2 separate regions of the Rattus norvegicus genome follow, and region 2 is linked to region 1. Evidence: chromatin contacts called from public Hi-C data. All regions are on one chromosome and are shown on one strand. Each heading gives the region's core, a stretch centred on a gene start, on an enhancer-like site or on the middle of the called end of the contact. The rest is flanking DNA. Distances are from core to core; before and after follow the strand shown. Region 1 overlaps Wfikkn2 (WAP, follistatin/kazal, immunoglobulin, kunitz and netrin domain containing 2). Region 2 holds the start of Ankrd40 (ankyrin repeat domain 40).

Region 1 (6,599 bases), core at 1,650-4,149:
TTATTCATTCTCCACTAAACAACTACTTCACCCTCTGAGCGGCCTGGCCTTGGGTTAGTGAATCCAAGAGGCATTTTATCTTTCCCTTCTGATTAGGGTGGGGTCTGCAAACAGCAAAGTCATAAAATAATGTCAGCCTAAGGAGGGCTGGGCATTAGCTACCCATTTGCTGTGAGGGAAAAGAAAAAAACCTACTAGAGCAACTTGAGGAAGAAAGGGTTCAGCCCACCTCAGGATTTGAAGGAACACAGTTCATCATGGCAGAGATGGCATGATGGTGGCGACAGGAGGGTAAGGTGACGGTTGTACTGCACCTACAGTGAAGAAGCAGAAAGAAACGAATGCTGGCGTCCAGGTGGCTTTCTCCTCCTTATAAATTCTGTGTGGTGTGTGTGTGTGTGTGTGTGTGTGTGTGTGTGTGTGTGTGTGTGATGTCATGTACATGTGAAAGCCAACATGGAACTAAGATGTTAGTCTTCAGAAGGTAAATCTCTTACTGGTTTGGAGTCGTCAAGCAGGCTGGATGCCCCAAAGATGCATCTGCCTCTAGCTCCTCGGTGCTGGGATTGAGAGCTTTATCACCACAGCAGAATTCACACTGGGGGTCGGGAGGGTGGTTCTGGGCGTCAAACTGAGGTCCTCGTACTTGCAAGACAAACACTGCCAACTGAGCATCTCCCCAGGGTTTCTTTTCCCCTTTTTCATATTACTCTGGGATTCCAGGTCATGGGACATTGCCAACCCGTCATTCAGGCTGAGTCTTTCTTTAGATAAACCTCTCTGGGAACATCCCCTGATTTCCAAGACAGGCCCAGAGCTGTGACTCCTAGGTGCTTCTGAGTCTAGTCAAGTGGACGATGCGGACAGACCTTCGAGAGCTGTGAGGGACGAACAGCGTGTGTGGAGGACATAACTCACAGCGTGGCTGGCACACAAGCATCTGCCCCTCTCTCTGGTAGATGCTTCTCTCACTCAGGCCTTGCATCCTGACTGTCACATACAAAGGACACAAGTCAGCCTCCAGCCACCATCCTCGGCTGTCTGTTAGACACAGCTGCATAGGTCCCTTCCCATAAACCAGAAAAAAAAAAAAAAAAGTCAAGATGTTGACAACCTCATCCTGTGAGAGCTCTGAAGGTTCCTTAAGACTCAGAAGGGGAAGATACACCAGTATGTTGGGGTAGCCCAGCACCAGTGATGTGCTGGGAAGAGGTCCATCTCTGGGCTATCTTGGGCTGGTACATGCTGAGACAGAGTCCTGCATCCCTTCGTGGGAGAGAGGTTACAGGTGACCATTACGGTTAGACATTTGGATGTCAGGGTTCTCCGTCCGTGGCTAACTCGAGATGTGAACAGAGAGACTCCAACCTGACCTTCAGGCAAAAATGCTAAGGGGCTTCAGAGCCTAAGATGTGGGAGGGAGAGGGCTGGACAGTATGTCCACCTGCCTGCCCACACTCTTCCTTGGGAGGTAATGACCCTGGAAGCTTATTCTTGCTTCCTCCTGACAGTCTGAGAGAGCACATTCCAGAATGAGGGCACAGCCAAGAATAGGACCCAGGAGCCCTGCCACCACCCGCCTGCATTACTCACAAATTCCCTGGAGAGGAGGAGAAGCCCTAGCTCCTTGGTGGGATGAGAAGAGGAGGAGGAACTACAGGAGAGGGGCTGAGGAGAAAGAAAGGCCCCAGAGGACCCATTCTTGGCACATGGTAGTCAAAAAATGCAGTGCCCCCCTCAGGTCCCTCCTCCCAGATCCTGTGTTCATCCAGCCGTCTACCCTGTGAGCTCCGAGCTGGGCCACAGTATTCCTGGAGCCCCTGGCCATTACTCTGATTTGGGTCAGCACCCGCCTAGGGGCATTCGAGACGTGAAGAGACTGAGGTAGCCAGGGACAGCAAGGCTTCCCCCAAGGAGCTGCCTCCTGAAGGATGAGGAGGCTGATGTCTGGCTCAGGAATCTAGGCCATGACTGCAGTTGTGTGTGATGGAAACTCGTCACGTGTCCATGAGGTAAACATATCTTGGGTGATGCACCAGAGGCTGACCAGCTGGAGCCGGATTCTGTGGAGGTGTCAGGCATCGGGTTGGATGCCTCATTGGCCGTGCGGGCACGTGAGTGAGTTCGTGTGTGTGTGTGTGTGTGTGTGTGTGTGTACAAGTTGTGGGAACAGGCTTTCCTTTTCTACTGTGTAGTCCCTAAGGATGGAGCTTGGGTCGTCAGGTTTGGCAGCCAGTCTTTTTACTCACTGAACCATCTCTTTCCACCTACATTTTTAGAACAGGATTTTTCACTGAGTCTGGAGCTCACATATTCAGTTAGGCTGGCTGGCTGGGTAAGGCCCCCATCTCCTGAATTCACCTCCCCAGCAAGGGGATTACAGGTTGTACCCAGCTTTTTACACGGGTTCTGGGGGTCCATGCTTGAACGGAGGCATATCCCCAGTCCTTTTCTTTCTTTATTTTTCTCTTGTTTAACCTTTGCTTTCGAGATGGAGTTTTCTTTGTGTAGTCTGGCCTTGTACTTGAAATCCTCCTGCCTCTGGCTCCCAAGTGCTAGAACTGTAGCCCTGTGCTTTGGCCATGGCTGAGTGAATTTCTCATTACGCTTGCCTTATTTTTCCTCACGTAGGAAATGTCACTGTGCCTGATGGGGTCTCAGTGCGGACCACAGGAGAAGGCACTTGATAAAGTGTCAGTCCGGTGTTAGCATAATGGAGCAGTTGGAGGTCATGGCTGAAAGAAACAGCCACATGCCTTTGTGTTACTACTGTCTCCTTTCCCTAGTTAGGTTTTGTCGTGGCACTTGGGCAGCTTTCTGGTGCCACTGTCCAGAGGGTGACATCAGACTAGTGAACAGCTGGGTAGACAATGGAGCAAAGTATCCTAGGAGGGTGGGAGCTCAGGAAGAGGGAGGGAGGGAGGAGGGGACATAAAGCCACAGTGCCTTGTTTAGGGGTGGTGGGGACAGTTCTGACCTAGTGTCAGCCAAGCCTGAATAGATTAGAAGACAGTAAAAGGCCTGGATAGCAGGCTAGTGGTAGGGAGAGCCACATAGCCTTGAGGTAGCAAGGGGTGAGATCCTCCACAAACAGGACAGCATGAGACTGACCTGGCTGCAGGTGGCCTCGGTTTCCTCCTGTCCTGGAGCAGAATTGAGGGCATGTCTAACAGACTGAGCCAGGTGACTGCCACTGCTTTGGGAACTCAGGTTAGCCCAGTATGAGAACCTGACCTGCTCGTCAGAAAGAAACCAGCCTCATACAGCAGGTCAGAGATGGCCATAGCTTCTCAAGCACTCGGCCCCTAGTGAGCCCTGAAGCTTCTGAGCCCCAAGTCAGCCCACGGAAGGGGCCTACTTCGATGTTCTTTGTGATAATCAGAAGACTGCTGAGGCCCAGTGTCTAGAACAATGATGTATAGCGTTTGGTCCTGGGGCCCATCTTTGCCCAGGGAACTTCAGAGGGCAAAAGGACTGCTCTAGGCCAGGCTGTAGTTCTTACAAGGGTAATGGGTTGAATCCCAAATCGCTTTAAGTGCTAGGACTACCTACGCATCATCGTGAAACAATCCTGACTGAAATAGGAGGATCACGAGTTTGAGATAGATCTGGGCTGCAGAGTGAGGCTGAGATCAGTGCAAGAGACTCGGTCTAGAACAAAACAACAAATCCAGGGCAGAGGAGATGACTCGGTGGTGAACACTTTCCTCACAAGCACGAGGACCTCAGTGTGAATGTCTAGAACTCACATGAAGCCAGGCGCAAGGCAGCGAGGACCTGTAATCCCAGTGTTCCTATGGTGGGATGGGAGATGGAGAATCTCTGTAAGCTTCCAAGCCGCTGTGTTGGGTAAACAAGTCCCGGGTGGAAAGGGAGGGCAGACACCTAAGGCTGTCCTCCGACAGCCACACATGCAGTGTGGTATGAGTGTCCCTGCATTCACACACACGAGCGTGTGTGTAAGTGTGAGCGAACGGGCATGTGAGTGTGCTGGTAGACACACAAAAATGACAAACCAGTGACATGACATCAGTGTTCTCACTTCTCTTTGTGTAGCTAGGTGTGAAGATGGTCAGAGTCAGCCAGTTAGTGATGGAGGTTGGATTCAGATCTTGGTGAGCCCTGGTCTCATGGGCTTGGTAGTTTCTGCAATGCCCACCTCCCCTGAATCTCCCTCTCTACCAGGGGAGCAGAACAGCAAACTGACCTAAACATGGGGTTTACACTCTTCTTTGTATAAGAAAACTAAAGTGGCAGGTAAGGCTGGAGGCTGGAGAGTGGGCACTTGGTTGGACATTGTGGCCTAGAAGCAGGTTCAGTCAATGTCCACAGGCCATTATGGACAGAGTGAGGTGACAGTTCTCAGCCTCCCTGGATGCCTGAGTAGGTTGGGAAATGACCATCAGTCATGTTGTCTGGCTGGCTAAGTTCCTTGCTTGGTGCCCTTCAGTGATGGCGTGGCCTTCCCACCCCTGCCCTCTCTTCTCTTAGAAATAGAGGCTCCGGGGTTGGGGATTTAGCTCAGTGGTAGAGCACTTGCCTAGCAAGCACAAGGCCCTGGGTTCGATCTCCAGCTCTGAAAAAAAGAAAGAAAGAAAAAAAAAAAGAAATAGAGGCTCCTCGTCCACTCCTCAGGCCTTTGCTATGGGTTAAAGAGGCTACTCTAGGCTAGGCTGGGCCTGGCTTGAATTCCTCCTTTGGGTGTGGTCCTGAGAACCCCATGAAACTACAAGAAAGGGGGTGCCTCTGTTGAGGGTCAGACAGGCTATGGGTTCCACACATTTGACTGGACCTAGGGAACAGCCATTCAGTCTCCCTGGGGCCAAATGCACTACTACTGGCCTTGTGAGGACACTGGAGAGCAGGCCTCTTCCTCATGTCCCTACAACTCACAGCTGAGTATGAGGGGCTCTTGTCCTCCCACCTTCACACTTAGACTCCACAGTATCAGAGGCAGGAGGACCTTGTCTGTGGCCCGGATCCCCACTGTCCCCCACAGAGCAGTTAGACCACACTTCAGGGTCTGAGCCCTTCTTGCCTACGAGTGTGGAAAAGTCACCCTGCCTTCTCGGTAGGGGTTTCTCCTGTTGTTTGTTTGTTTGTTTGTTTATATTTATATATTCTATATGAGTACACTGTAGCTGTCATCAGACACATCAGAAGAGGGCATCAGATCCCATTACAGATGGTTGTGAGCCACCATGTGGTTGCTGGGATTTGAACCCAGGACCTCTGGAAGAGCAGTCAGTGCCTCTTAACCACTGAGCCATCTCTCCAGCCCTTCTGCTTATTTCATATTCTTCAGAGTGTGGTTGAGGAGCTCATATTTCACAGGGGACCTGAAAATCTACCGTGTCCCTCCATGGCTCAAATACAGTGCCATTGGCCAGACTTCCCTCCTAAGAGGTCACCAGAATCAACGACGTGATCACAGTCCCTTCCTCGCCTTCCCAAAATGACCACACATGTGGAGCAGTTGACACTATGAATTTTTATTTAGTCTTGTCCTCTGTATATTTGAGGAAGACATTAGGACGTCCCACAGTGCTTCCATTGGGGGAATGCGGGCAGAGTGAAGGGCTGGGGAGGAAACAGGGCAGATGCAGTGATGACAGAGGGGCTCCAAATCCTCTTTCCAGTGCCTGTGTGGCTGGGACCAGAACAAACAAGTGATCTCAGAGCTGCCATCTCCAAGAGGCCCCTCCCAGGCCCCACCCAGATAGAGCTTTCCTCCCGACCCCTGCAGGTGCCCAAATGCACCACCAGATGGCAGCATCGAGCAATATTCATGCTCCCTGGGCCCACCTCCGCTCTGATGCTGTCCCCTGTCCCTCCTGCCTTTGTCTTCTTTATTTCTCTTGCTACCAAAACAGATCTTTGGGCTTCTCCAAGGAAGTCTATGGCATATGAAAGCACCTGACCCATCAGATGGAAATGCCTAACCGCTGTCAATCACCCACTGGCTCCTGGGGGGAGCGTGGGGGACTGCCTTCCAGCTCGCCCAGTAGAGAGGTATCAGCTCTCTATGGTCCCAGCACCTGGCACCCAGGAAGGGTCCACTGGGCTGAAATGAACAGAAGTAAACCAAGAAACCGATGCAGCTCAGGAAAAAAAACATGGATTCCCCTGGTGTGGTGACACAAACCGACCCCAACAAAAGTAGCGGTCCCCGCAGCCTTCATTAGGATAAGTTATAGCCTAGGGTGAATGCTCTGGCTTCCCACTGCTCACAACCCTTTATGTGGGTGGTCTCTGACTACAGCGATGTGGTGGGGGCAGGAGGCAGTGGGGCAGTTGTCTTAAGTGATCCTTGGCCTCTCTTTTCTCCCCCCACATTACCTCCTATACAAGCTAAACCATTTAACAATGCAGATGGTATCTCCTCCTGACCCCAGGCTGACACTGGGCAGAGGGGCACGGGTCAGCAAAGGGGAATGAGACTGCCTGAGGGAACCACTCATGGAAAACAACTTACATGTGTCCTTTCTTCCCTTTTGCCAACCCCCTTCCCAGCTAAAAAAAAAAAAAAAAGAAACGGACCTTTTTAGCCAGACATGGTAGTGCACATCTTTAATCCCAGCACTCAGAAGGCAGAGGCG
Region 2 (6,599 bases), core at 2,979-5,478, 99 kb after region 1:
AAATCCCCAACCCCAGCACTGCAATTATAAACCACTGTTTTACATGTATGTGCTGGATATTAAACTCTGGTCTTCATGCTGAGTGGTGAACCCTCTGGAATTTCTTTAAAAGTATTAATTCAGCCGTGCAAGCTTTTAATCCCTAACAATCCAGAGGCAAATAGATCAAAGCCAGCCTGGCTCAAGAATGGAGTTTGAGGCCAACCAGGGCTGCTTAGTGAGACACTGTCTCAAAAACCAACAAAATACATACTCAGTTGGGAACAGGGAGACAGGCCTGTAGTGCCCTCACTTGGAGACTTGGCCAGAAGGATTATTGTTCCAAACCAGGGTAAGTTCCTGTCTAACACAATTTTTTAAAAATTAAAAAACCAAAACCCGAGGACTAGGGAGATGACTAAGCTGAAAGGTATCTGTGGACAAGCTCGACGACCCTGACAACAGAGTTCCATCCCCCGGACTCACAGAGAAAGGAAAGAACCAACTCATGAAAGTTGTCCCCTGACCTCCTCATGCTTATCCACACACACAGACACTGACACATAAAATAGAATGTAATTTAAAAAAAACAAATTAAGGGTTGGAGAGATACCTCAGCAGATGTTGGCACTGGATGCTCTTGCAGAGGACCCAGGTTACACAGAGAAACCCAGTCTTGAAAAACCAAATCAACCAAACAACAAACACGTCAGTAAAGCTTCTGTTATGTGTCCTCATCAGTGTTAGTAAGTGAAGTGATACGCTCTGCACATGGACAGAGGAGGCCCAACAGGTTATTTCCTTTGTTAGCAAGAGGGAATGAACCTTTTTATCTTCAAGTGGAGGAGTCTGCTCCCTGGAGAACCGACTGAGGAACATGACAAACCAGGCAAGGTGGAAAAGAGAGGCCTCAAGCTCAAGACTGATGATCCTCCTGCCTCAGCCTCCCAGTGTGTTAGCATATATCCCCCAAACAGAAATCTGAAGAGTTTACAGTTAAGAAAAGCAAAAAGGTTTTTTTTTTTTTAATTTTTAAAGATTTATTTATTTATTTAATGAGTTCACTGTAGCTGTCTTTAGACACACCAGAAGAGGGCATCAGATCCCATTACAGATGGTTGTGAACCACCATGTGGTTGCGGGGATTTGAACTCAGGACCTCTGGAAGAGCAGTCAATGCTCTTATTAACCACCGAGCCATCTCTCCAACCCTGCAAAAAAAAAAAAAAAAAAAAAAAAAAAAAGCTTTAAAAACATGAAATTGATAGCAATGAAGAAAACTGTTGGTCTGCTAGAAGAGGAACTTTGAAAAGTATTCCTTGAGTCTTATGAATGGAAACTAAAGTAGAACGGGTTGAAAAATTAGAGGGAAGCAAATCCAGAAGGCTAGAACAGAACATTTGGGAAGCTGAGGCAAGAGGAGCAGAAATTAAATCACACACTTAGAGGCTGGCCTTGGCAGAATGAGAAAAATCAAAACCTCCTCCCCTACTCCACTGTAATTTTCCAAGGTCACAAAGGATCTTAATGTTGAATTTACACCTTTCAGTCCTATCCATTCTGTAGCTCTTGAGTCTGTGTGTCACTCATCACTAGTCCTGCCCACTCCATTGCTCTTCCTCCCACACAGTCCTGTTATTCACCCTCAAGCTCTTTTGAGACTTTCTCTCCTTTCCCTCATTAGAATTTTGAGAGTTCTTCAGCGTTTTATCTGCCTGTCTTCTCTGGGTACTCACCAACTCCCTTAGGATTATCTCTTCTGTTTGCAAAACTTCAGCTAGCACCTTTTGCTGATGAGTGCCAGATCCCAACCTCCAGCTCAGATCTCCTTTCTGAATTTAGTATTCAGGCCTACCCTGTTAACTGGGCTGCTCTACTTATATGAAAGTCAAAACCAAATAGAAACATAGTACAAGTCAAAACAGAAAAACACCTTCTTGGGCCAAAGGTATAGCTCCAAGGCAGAGAGCTACCCTGGCATGTGTGCAGACATGGGTTGGATCCTCAGCACTGAAAGAGATAGATTAAAAACAAAACAAAACAACAACCAAAAAAATACAAACAAACAAACAAACAAACAAAAAAAAAACCCAAACAAGTCGCTCAACTGTCTTGAGTCAATAGATTTTAAAAAATGAGTTAAGATTAGGGTTAGGTTAGGGTTAGGGTATAGCTCAGGCAGTAAGGTACTTGCCAAGAGTGTTTGAGGACCTAAGTTTGCCTTTTTTCTTTCTTTCTTTTGAAACAGGGTTTCTCTGTGTAGCCTTTGCTATAGACCAAGGCTGGCTTCGAACTCAGAGATCCACCTGCCTCTGCCTCCGAGTGCCAGAATTAAAGGCATGTGCCATCACTGTCCAGCTCTTAGCTATTCATTTTTCAGCTTATAGTCTGTTGTCAAAGGATGCCAGGGCAGGAACCAGAGGCAGGGCTGAAAAACAGGCCACGGAGGGAGAACGCTGCTTCCTGGCTTATTTTCTTGGCTCACATTCTGTTGCCTTTCCTGTTGTTTCTTTCCCTTTTAAGTTTTATTTGGTTTTTGTTTTGTTTTCATGTGCATGTGTTTTGCCAGGGTGTTTGCGCGTGCGTGTGCTTGTGCTTAAATCTGAAGCAGTCCGAAGAGGGCATCAGATCTCCTGGAACTAGAGTTACAGATGGTTGTGAGCCACCATGCTGGTGCTGAGAATAAATCCTGGGCCTTTTACAAGGGCAACAAGTGCTCTTAACTGTTGGCTTATCTCTTCAGCCCAGATAGAATTCTTTTAAGGAAAGAAAATTTAACAAACAAAAAAACCATAAATTTTGGGTACTGCTGTTGACTTTGATGGTTTGTTTGTTTTTTACAGTTTGGAGGATGAAACCCAGGACTTTGTTTGGGTAAATACTCTTCTATTAAGCTATTAACAGCAGCCTACTATGATCTTTGTAAATTGTCCGCCCCCCCCTTTAAAGATTGCTATTTATTGTCCCTCAGATTGTGTTAATAGAGTCTCAATGCCATTCACATCAGCCTCAGATGGAGTACTATGCTGGATCTGAGAATTAAAATTTAAATTGGGGAAACAAACGAAAGTATAAGCTCAAGCAGCGGTCCAATTTGCCACTGGGGTAGATTTAAGTGTTTATAGTCAGTTGCTATTCATCACTCCTGGTGTGCAGTGTGCGCTGTGTGAATTACCGTGTGCTAATAAACAGACGTTGCTTTTTCTTAAACAGTAACAAGACAAATGCATGCTGTGTGCCCTCGGCAGCCCCGAAAAATGCAAATAAAGACTCCATACCTAAATGTATCCCTTGGTGTTTTATCTCCTCTTTGTTCAGGCCCTCCTCTCTGCCTCCCCAGGGCGTTTTCCCTTAATCTTCTCACCCCATCTGCAAAGTTCTCACCAGTGCCACATCAGGGATCTCTCCAAGGCACCTGGGCTCAGCAAAATAATATTTTCTGTTTCTCCCAATGGGTAGTAGAACAGTGCCATCAAAGGCTCTGAACATCATTAACTAGATTAGGCAAGGAGTACTGCACACCGCTGTTTATGAACACCCCATAGCTCTACCCTCAGTGCCCAGGATCAGGACCCGGATGACTAAGCACCCCACCCCCACTCCCGGTCGTCTTTCCTTACATGACTCCGAGAATAATTATAATTTAAAAGCTATAATGAGTTTCATTTTATAAACCAGAAGCAACGTTAATTTTCATGAAAGCCAAGTTGGAAGAATTTCTGTCTAAAAACGATAAGGGGTAAAAATAAAACAATAACTGAAGTAATTCTAGCTGAATGGTCCCAAGCACTGACAAAAATAAGAACAGTGTCATCTAATCTCTGCAAATAATGGGCATATTTTATAGTGGGATCGTTTTCAGCCCATTTCCCGTCCTACTGGGTAAAAATTGACTCAGATAGAAAAAGAGCTAACCAAACTTGGGGGAGTGGGGGTGGAAACCCACCAATTATTTTTAATGCCTACTAAACAGCCTGCTCCAGAGGATACGGCTTTTCTGGCTCTCAAACATGTCGGGTCCCTCCGCCCCCCCAACTATTCCTGTGTCTGTCCTCCTCGCTGGAAGCTGTGGGGTGGGAGGTCTAAAAATAGCCAATGAATCACAGCAGATAATCCAGTGCAGTGGTTACATAAACAGCGGGCCGGGGCGGCGGGGCCGCGGGTGGGAACGAAAAGTATCTGGGTCAATGTTGTCACACTGAATAGGGTCCCCCGGAGCCGGCCTTCGGAGGCGCGGCGGGGGTGGAGGCCTGGGCCTGCGGGCCTCGAGCAGCTGGGGATCTGCCGGTGGGCGGGAGGGAGCACGAGGCCCCGGGCCGGGCGCGGGCGGAGGCGCGAGTGGGGCGGGCGAGCCCGGCGCTCCCTCCCCATGGCCGGGAGCGGGCCGCGGAGGCGGCGGCGGCGCTGACAGGCTCAGGGCGGGGCGGCCGGGGGCCCGGGGCCCTGGGGAAGATGAGCGCCCTCCTAGAGCAGAAGGAGCAGCAGGAGAGGCTGCGGGAGGCAGCGGCCTTGGGGGACATTCGGGAGGTGCAGAAACTGGTGGAGAGCGGGGTGGATGTGAACTCCCAAAATGAGGTCAACGGCTGGTAAGTGGCGAGCGGGGGAGGCCTAGGGTACAGGGCTGCTAGCTCGGGGCGTGGAGCAGTCAGCCGTGACCCAGGACGCAGGCTAAGGTGAAGCCTGGTACCTCAGGCCTCGCAGGTTGTGCCCTTTCCAGACTAGCCCTACCCCCAATTGCCTCGTGCAGTTAGGAGCGCATCCTTCCCAAATACATACCTTCTGTGGTTCACTGCGGCCAGCGCCCTCTGGGACACTGGAGCCCACGCCAGCCCCCGCGCCCCCTGGCTAACTTGGCCCAAATGGTGATGCTAGAGGCTTTGATTCTCAGCGACTCTGCTCTGGATTTCATCAAGCTTGAATTATTTTGCCATGGGCGCTTCTGAAGAACACTTCGTGCAGAGATGAAAGCATAAGCAACCCAGCAAATGCCAATCTTAAAACCAGCACGATTTCTTTAGCCAAGACCAGGAGGAAAGAAACAACTACAAAACCCCCACCACTTGCATAATAATTTTGCCTCTGTTGTTTCAATACCACAGTGATTGGCTGTTGCCTACAGCTGCCTGTTGAGGGGAGACTCATTTGTTTGCCCTGTAGAATGTTTTGTTTTCTTAGTACAATTTCCAATAGAGAAATTCACCCAAGGCTTTAGATGTCTGCCTGCAGATTTGCCTCCTTCCCAATTAAATCCGGGGTCTGTCTCATGTCTTTGGTTCCAAGTTACTGAGTGCGTGTTTTTTAAAACCCTTTTTGACATTTTACATTTTTTTTATTTAATCCAGGTAATGCTTATCTAGCCTCGTTTACTAGTTTAAAGTTAAAGTGAGTTTTAACCCTCCCACCCCACTCCCCTGTAAATCGAGTCATACATTTTGAAATGGAAAGGGCGCAGGAGATCATTTGAACCCCAGAGAGTGTCTTGCCCTGGTTGCACAATTTTCGGTATGGTAACAGAGTCAGAAATGAGGTTTCCTTATTTCCTAAGAAAGCTACCCGGGTCCTTTCCCTAAAGAAACTAGCTCGGTAGCTGTCCACAGCTAGGAGACAGTGGACACTAATTTCTTGTCTATTTTGAAGCGTTTGCAGGCAAAAAACACTTGTAGTAGTGTTTGCCTTCCCTGGCATCCGATAGCTGTGAATTTCTATTCTGGCACTGGGGGGCAGTGCTGTACAGAATACTGAGCCTGGTCCTGCTGCAGGGTCTGCCTGTCCGCCCTGCTGTGAAGTCTTGGTTGAGTCATTTCGTTTCCCAGTTATTTCAGAAGTGTTGTTAGTGTTTATTGAGATGAGGGATAGTAAGTAGCTGCCATGTACTGAACTTGCTCTATGGCACAAATGTGGTTATAAACACTTGGCTTACCTCAGGACTATCTGGGGACATTGTTATCTTTCTCCATCTTAAAGATAAAGAAACTGAGACCCAAGGAAAATTAAACCATCCAGTTTTCCAAGTGCTCCTAAGTTACTAAATTTGGGATTTAGTAATTCCGTGCGAATGTTAGCCCTGACTTGTCTGTTAGAGCTGAAAAGTGAATCCAACATCTGATGCCCTCGGCACAGTGCCCACCAAGTGCTAGATACCCAGTGGATGCCAGGTGATTTTGAAGTAACCCGATGAGGCTTCCTATAGATTTAATTCCAACTGCAATCAATCCAGTCCAAGAGTGAATTCCTAGATTCCCTTTATCCCACTTTATGCTCTTGGCCTAATGCTTTCAGTTCTTCTCAGCTCGCCCTCTTATATGACCGGACCGTAAAGCTTGGCACTGTCCTTGGTCCCTGTCTTCCCTTCACAAACCACATACTGTCAGCCAGTTCTGCTGCCTCTGTGTTCAGATAGGATCTGGCTACCACTCACAAGCACCACACTGTGATACAAAGCCAGCACCATTTGGGATGCAGGATAGTTCCATAGTCTCCCTCTAACATCCTTACTAGTCTACTTGCTTATACTACATACAGCCTTGCCCCGACTGTGGAACAGTTGGCTTATCACACTCAAAGTCCTCTAATGGCTCCCATATTACTCTGAGAAGAAGCCAATTTGCATTCTTTTCCCT

Evidence for each region. Hi-C and Micro-C count contacts between places; a contact is called where the count stands out from the background.
Region 2: a contact with region 1 is called in a Hi-C map of Schwann cells, with 6 times the contacts expected there. The contact joins the promoter of Ankrd40 here to the enhancer-like site in region 1.

The regions. Positions count from the first base shown.
Region 1 is chr10:79,676,987-79,683,585 of GRCr8, forward strand. Wfikkn2 (WAP, follistatin/kazal, immunoglobulin, kunitz and netrin domain containing 2) reads right to left here. Exons shown (of 2, transcript NM_001398592.1): 2 at 5,473-6,599. Among named protein-coding and RNA genes, the nearest start is that of Wfikkn2, 8.3 kb to the right of the region's middle. Within about 2 kb of position 2,900, at least 48 of the 93 cell types and tissues checked have an H3K27ac peak or open chromatin away from gene starts, as enhancers often do. A contact at or near this core is called in Schwann cells, where this site is marked.
Region 2 is chr10:79,774,738-79,781,336 of GRCr8, forward strand. It overlaps Ankrd40 (ankyrin repeat domain 40), which reads left to right and starts at 4,229. Exons shown (of 5, transcript NM_001134699.1): 1 at 4,229-4,565. The coding sequence starts at 4,432. LOC134480857 (a long non-coding RNA gene) reads right to left here and starts at 5,340. Exons shown (of 3, transcript XR_010055747.1): 1 at 4,756-5,340; 2 at 3,258-3,394; 3 at 994-1,190.